2 separate regions of the Mus musculus genome follow, and region 2 is linked to region 1. Evidence: chromatin contacts called from public promoter capture Hi-C data. All regions are on one chromosome and are shown on one strand. Each heading gives the region's core, a stretch centred on a gene start, on an enhancer-like site or on the middle of the called end of the contact. The rest is flanking DNA. Distances are from core to core; before and after follow the strand shown.

Region 1 (3,367 bases), core at 514-3,013:
CTTTACACCCCCATATGTTTGGGTTCATGCACCCTCCATGCAATACATGAAAGAAATACCACCATTGCACACATGAAAAGCAGAAAAATGTTATCAATAATTTAACATTGCAATCCAAGACCTAATTAACATTGCTTTGCTTTCTAAATGATGTCTTTTAAGAAAATGATCCTCCTATTGAGAACTTCATAAATTATATGACCATGTGGTCTACAAAATCAAATTTATGTTGCTATAGTTACAGAAACAGACTCCTAAATTTCCTGTTGATATTAAGGGAAGGGAAGGTATGTTTGCTTTCACCAACTGCAACTGTAAGCAAATGCAGGTCCACAGCACTTTATTAGTAAAAACTCCTTTGGTAAGCACACGTTAGAGGAATTAATCATTCATTCCCTGCAGACTGCTTATGTATTTCATCAGACCATTATCCGATCTGAATAACAAGAACAATTGCATAATAAAACACATTACTGCTGACACTAGCAACTTTATTCTTTCAACTTTAAAGTTGCAACTCCTGTATGACATAAAAAGCTGGTGTCAAAAAGCTAACAATTTTATCATTCTGGCTAAGGTTCCCCTCCCTATGGTTACAGAAACAATTACCAGGTATCTCTGTAGGCATGACTAGAAACAGCTTTAATTCAGGATGCCCTTCCTAACACTGACACAATGATAACAGAGCCAGAATGTGTGTCAGTTCATTGTCAATGTAACTGATAAGTCTCTGCTTTCAGAAACGAACAGGTCTCCTGTGCATTCTGTGGGAATAGATACGTACTAAAATATATGTAATTGAATGTTTGGTTCATTCTTAAGTACTACAGCTTATGGACAATTATCCCTTTATGTATTTTTTTTCAAATGTCATGCATCATCTTAGAGATTTGAGGTCACAAATTATAGAGAACATATATATATATATAATCCAGATTTGATCAACCAATGATCTCAGTTTAAATTATTTAAATTCAATCACAGGAATGGCAATGGAGAGCAAGGGGTGAGAAATAAAGTGATGTTCAGGAGACAATGACACATCTTTCTGAAGTGATTCCCTTCCATTACAACTTTGTGTAACCAGAATCATCATCGGGTACACTGTCCTGTCCAATCACTCTAAAACTTATGTCCCAAGACAATCAGAACCACCCAAACAAGATGGCACAGTTCTAAATGCTTTTCCATTTTCAACCATTCTGGCTTTTTTCATACTTTTTGAAATCGATGTCCAACGAAATTTTTACTTAACTATTTGAGTTGAGAGGTGACAAGATTTTTGACTACAAAAGTCTCAATTAATTATGAGAATTCTCATAAGCATTAATTGATAAGTGATTCTTATAATGAAATTTGACCTGCTAATTAGTTGTAATTCTCAGTCTAATTTTCTAAATTTGCAAGGGTTTTGTTGGAAAAGTATGTATTATATTAGCAGAAAAAAAATGAGTGTTAAAGATAAATCACATTGACTTTTTTTCTTATCACTATTTGACTCCAGTCTGTATTAGGGCCATTATGTCGAAGAACTTTGCATTTAAATCGGTTCAGTTGTTTCTAACCTGCAAGTCCTACTGTACCTACAGTATATGTAACAATGCAAGAAGAATTAGATTCAGAACCCATTTGGCAGTGATAAAGAGGGGGAAATGCTGAAACGTTATTGATTCTCTTTCCTCTTGTGCAAAACAAACTGACTCAACTATATTTTTCCTGACATAACATAAAGGTTTTATTTAGATATTACAAAATATTGGCGAATGTCAGGCTACACATGTCTCCTATTCTTTTATGGTACCATTAACCCTTTGATGGGAGGGAGGACGGGTGTCCTACTTGCGTGCACAGAAAAGCTGCAGCCTCTGACAGGGAATGCTAGTCCAAGAGAAATGCTACCTGCAAAAGTTTTTGATGCAGCGATATTCAGCCTTCAGAGATACCTTAAACCTGTCAGCAGCTGATGAGCCTGTCACAGTTCATAACCGGCTGTGTCAGAGTCCCAGCCTCAGCCTGCTCTCACACTGCATTCTTCACAGTTCCACTCCAAATTAACTTCATCAGATTCTCCACCTAGGCTTGTGCCAGGACTTCCTCCACACAGAAACGCCTCACAGACATGAAGTCATCCGAATAGGATTGTATTCTAGTCTTGCAAACCATCTTTCTTAACTTTCCCTTGACCCAATTAATTTCGCTCGGGCTCCTTACAACTAAAGATAAAACAAGCAACCCACTGAAGTCAGCAAAGGATGGAACTTGGGGGTGGACCAGGGTTGAAGGTTACAGGAAGGAGGAGGCAATGGGCTGGTAATCCTCAAGATTTCCTAGGTAATAGTGCTTCAATCTTAGAACCAACCAACATGTTCACAAGCCAGGTCTTCTAGCAGCCCTCGAACAATGAGCCTTTAACAATCAGACTCCTGGGAATGCTGCACATGCAGAGAGACACTCCTAAGTGATCTTCCACAAAGAAACCCACACAAAAATGTTTAGCGAAGCACTTCTCAGGTAGGAATTACTCAAGTTATATAAGGCAAGTTCTTCCCTGGTAAAAGGAACCGGGAGGAAGCATTAGGTAGACGCCTCACTTTGGAGAGCAAGACCAGAGAGCAGTTTTACTTACTAGGGCAGCCGCTCCGCTCTCCTCGGGAACAGAGGAGTCTTCCTTCCCTTTCTTCCAGTCCAACCGAGAACTGTCTTTCTGTCCCAGGGTCCGGGCTCAACTGCAGACAGGGAGAGCAACGGCCTCAGCCGGCAGCGCTCGCTCGGCGTCGGTGGGCTGCAGCGCTTCGGCTTCTTTAAAAGTGGTATCTGCGTGTGCGAGGGCGGCGCGGGAGGGTGGCGGCGCGCTCGGAGCCCGCGGGTCCCGCAGACGCCGGGGCGAGTGCCCGCAGGTGCGGCGGTGCGCGCGGGCGGGGCGGGGCGGGGCGGGGCGGGACGGGCGGCTGCTGCGGGAGGGAGCGCCCGGGATGCTGGGGCTCGCACTCCGCTGGCTGGCTCGCTCGCGCTCGCGCACAGGCGCTCGCACACGGCCCCGCGCGCCGCCCGCGCTCACCTGCATTTCCTTAACGAGCCACTTGATGGCTGCGGCGGCGCGGCCGCGGCGGGCAGGACCGGCGGGGGGCGGCTGGCTGCCGTGGCGACAGAGACCCGAGCCCAGGCAGCCAGGCCTTGCCTCCAGCTCAGCGTGGAGAGCACCTTCCGGCTACCGGGCGCTGGACAGCGCCTGGCCAGGTGCGCACTTCTGCAGGTGTCCCTGCTGCCCTGCTCCAGGTTTCTTGGAGGGAAGCTGGCGGTAAGGGGTGAAGAGTTGGGGTCTGAAATGTAGGGACCAGAGCAGTACAGTCAGAGGATGGAGAGAGAG
Region 2 (3,367 bases), core at 593-3,092, 2.3 Mb after region 1:
GGCAGGAAGATGGCAGCATCCAGGCAGGCATGGTGCAGGAGGAGCTGAAAGTTCTACTTCTTCATCTGAAGGCTGCTAGCAGAATACTGACTTCAGGCAGCTAAAATGGGGGTCTTAAAGTCCATACCCATAGCGACACACCTACTCCAACAAGGCCATACCTCCTAATAGTGCCATTCTCTCTTCTCTGGTACCTTATCACACAAAACCACATAACAAGCCCCCACCACCTGGAAAACCTGTGCTGACAGAGGCCTTTAAGCTCAGTGAATGACTTGGGGACTGACCTCAGCAAAGACCTCTTGTTTTGACACTTGTAAACAATGCTCAAAGCTCCCTCTCTGCTCTAATGTTTCTCTAATCTTGATAAATTTTCAACAAGCCTTTTGAAAATTTTAAGCTTAATTCTGCTGAAATGAATCAGAGGAGAGCTGCCAAGAAAGAAGCCCTTACAAAAGAAAACATTTTTGGGTGGCTTATGTGGGATTATTTGCAAAGACTGTATAGATTCCTCTGGAAAGGACAGGATCAAAATTCTGCAGCAGCCTGGGGTGCTAAGCCCATTATGGCATTCTTTGTGCTACTATTAGCATAACAGAGTCAATCAATGCGCTTTGGTCAATAACCCTCTGGACTATTAAGAGGGGAAAATGTTAGTTTCAAAATGAAATATCATGAACTAGATAAGGTGCTCATTATATTTCGAGGAGCAATTTGCATATTAGCACTGGGGATAGATAGGGTTTTTAAAACCCTCTTCACTCTTCTCGTCAACTTAATTATAAAGGACATAATCATTGCCTCTTTTCTGTAAATCACATTTAGTAATTTCACGTTTTTCCCCTCATCACTTTCTACCAAAGGACAGAGATAAATAATAAAAAAAAAAAATTAAAGTCAGCAAAGGATATTCCCAATTAAAAAAAAAATGTCAGTTTTTCAGAGATACACAAGGCAATGAGGACAATGTCTTACAAAACTCAGTAAAATCTTAAAGATCATTAATAAACTAAAAGTCTCAGAAAAAATAGATCTTCTTAGAACTAGGTTCAAGGCCAGCAAGCAAAAATCCAGTACAAATAAAGTCACAGGAAAGAAAACAAATTCACAACTGCCCTTTCTCTCACAAGTAATCTGTTCACAGGAAGAGGAAGGGGGCTGGGCAAAGCAGCCCCAATTGCTGCTCTTGTAATCAGAGTCTAATTTTATGCCATTATCCGTTTGAAGGTTTAAGTGGAATAAAGAGACACTGATCTGGGAATGCAAGAATGAAGCAGAACAAGCGAGATTGTAAGAGGAAAAACTCAGGTGTCCCTGAGGCTCCACAGATAATTCATTTGCACACAGTTTTCTGTGATGATGGATAAACGTAATTCTTAGTTTCTTATGGTGCCCCGCCCCTCAAGAGTATAAAACAGAACGATGAAATCCGGACTAAGATTGATTTTTAAAATTAAAGCGATTTTTAAACGAATTGAATTTCTACATGATTAGACACAGGTGGTTGTGGGCTTTCCTCAATCATTCCTACAATAATCAATATTCACCAACAATACTTTCCAGTGAATGTTTGTGTGTATGAAAGGGGGCGAGGCCTCTTAAAGAACAGATGAAAGTTTTCTATTAGATTTTACATGAAAGAACACATATGTGACCTTTAATCTTTTGAGCAAAATCTTCCTGAAAAGTGGCTAAAATTTTAAACAGGACCGATCAAAGCAAAATTTAAAATGTACGAGCGCCATCTGGTGTCAGCAATAAAAATACCCTGAAGGCGTCAGACCAATGTCCCTTTGAGATCTCAGCACAGTGCAGCAAGGGATTATGGTAGAATGAGGTCGACGTTCTTGAAATAGAATCCCCTCCATGGCTCAGACGAATATGTGACTATTTACCGTTTGCACTGGGGTTCAGTGAACCTACCATGGAGGCTGGCTGAGACAGTGAGCTTACCATGTCATTTGCTCTTGAGTACTTCTCACCCTAAACCTGTGTGCTTCAACTCAGGGATTCACATGAGTGCCTCAGTTTTCCTACTCTCTCTAAGTGAACCTTCTTGAATCAGGAAAAGCACTCCTCTGCTTTTAGAAGCAATGTCTGTACAAAAATACAGCAGAAGCAGATGGGGAGCACATTTTTAAAGAAGAAACTTGAGGCTTATAATGCTAATGTGCCAAGATGAAATTAGCAATATATTATAAAGAGCTATCTAAGCAGTGGTAGTTAAGTGAAATTTGTGCACTCGTCTATTAATAGAGCCTGAAAAACACTGCATTGCATCTCCTGATCAGCAACCGCCTTTCCCAACAACTACTGGGCAAGTCAGTGGCTCAGCCTAGCCCTAGGATATTTTGCTACCTAGGTTGCTGATCGTTACGAAGACCAGTAAAGAAGTCCAGCAATGACATCACTGTAGGTCAAAAGGTTTCAAACTTGAGGTCTAGCCAAGTTGTTTTAATGACTCCTAAAACAGCATTACATTTATTTCTGGAAGAAAGGCTCAATGCAACATTTCAGCCATACTCCTTCTGTTCAGGCAGATAAATAAAATGCAGCATACAATGTAGCCATAAAAAAAATAGGGAAAGCAAATAACCCTTTACTGTTCAATAGAATGATTTTGTGTAGAAAATGCTGTGTCTCTTTAGTTTTTTTTTAAATTAGGCTTTTATTGAAAAACCATAAACATTCAAACAGTAAAAACTTTTGTCTTTGTAATAGCATCTTTTAAGCATATAACAGGTAACTGATATCATCGCTTTCAAATAAAATTGTTCACAAGATTTCAGTCAGCTGTTGGCATCTAATTTTCAAGCAATGGTGAGAAATTACATGCTCTTTCCTCCTTTGTCCCCAAGCAATTATCCCTACCAGAGGAACAAGACAAAAGATTCTGAGGCACCAGGCACTTAGCTTTATTGAATCCCAGGAGAGAACCAAGTGTGGCAGAGGAAGGGACTGACTGGAACCAGATGTCTTAACACCTTAACAACACAGTTTTCTGTAGCAATGGCTGGCTTGGTACAGAAGGAGCAGGGATTCAGGTGGAATGTGCTGTAATAAAATCCTTTATTCAGAAACATTCAGGAGAATGGCACTATTCACACCAACTCATGAATTTTCCAGAGTTGCTCTTGGCTGATGTTCCTCTTGCCTTACAAGAAAATGAGAACCAAATTTGTTCTGAAACATACAAACGATTGTTAGACACAGTGTACTGAATGTCTACCATGTAATAAGAACATTTAAGGGATGGAACAGATATAGCCTAAAATAAAAACCTATGTAAGTTAAGGCAGTGATACACAAAAGCACCAGTAGTATCTTCTCAGAATCCATGAATTTACAAAGTGCAATGTAAGTTTTA

What was found. Promoter capture Hi-C pulls out the DNA fragments that hold promoters and counts their contacts.
Region 2: a contact with region 1 is called in a promoter capture Hi-C map of hippocampal neurons, with 2.5 times the contacts expected there. The contact joins the enhancer-like site here to the promoter of B230208B08Rik in region 1. A contact is called at or near these places in 9 of 39 promoter capture datasets (cranial neural crest, embryonic stem cells, frontonasal cranial neural crest and 5 more), 5 of 484 Hi-C or Micro-C datasets (cerebral cortex, cortical neurons and forebrain) and 1 of 115 datasets of contacts at active chromatin or transcription factors (neural progenitor cells).

Annotation. Positions count from the first base shown.
Region 1 is chr4:78,208,964-78,212,330 of GRCm38.p6, forward strand. It overlaps B230208B08Rik (a long non-coding RNA gene), which reads left to right and starts at 1,764. Exons shown (of 3, transcript XR_003955358.1): 1 at 1,764-1,952; 2 at 2,630-3,237. It overlaps Ptprd (protein tyrosine phosphatase, receptor type, D), which reads right to left and starts at 2,779. Exons shown (of 40, transcript NM_011211.4): 1 at 2,627-2,779.
Region 2 is chr4:80,515,794-80,519,160 of GRCm38.p6, forward strand. All of the region lies in intron 1 of Gm32658 (a long non-coding RNA gene), which reads right to left. Among named protein-coding and RNA genes, the nearest start is that of Gm32658, 110 kb to the right of the region's middle. Within about 2 kb of position 1,843, at least 26 of the 459 cell types and tissues checked have an H3K27ac peak or open chromatin away from gene starts, as enhancers often do. A contact at or near this core is called in cortical neurons, forebrain, hippocampal neurons and 1 more, where this site is marked.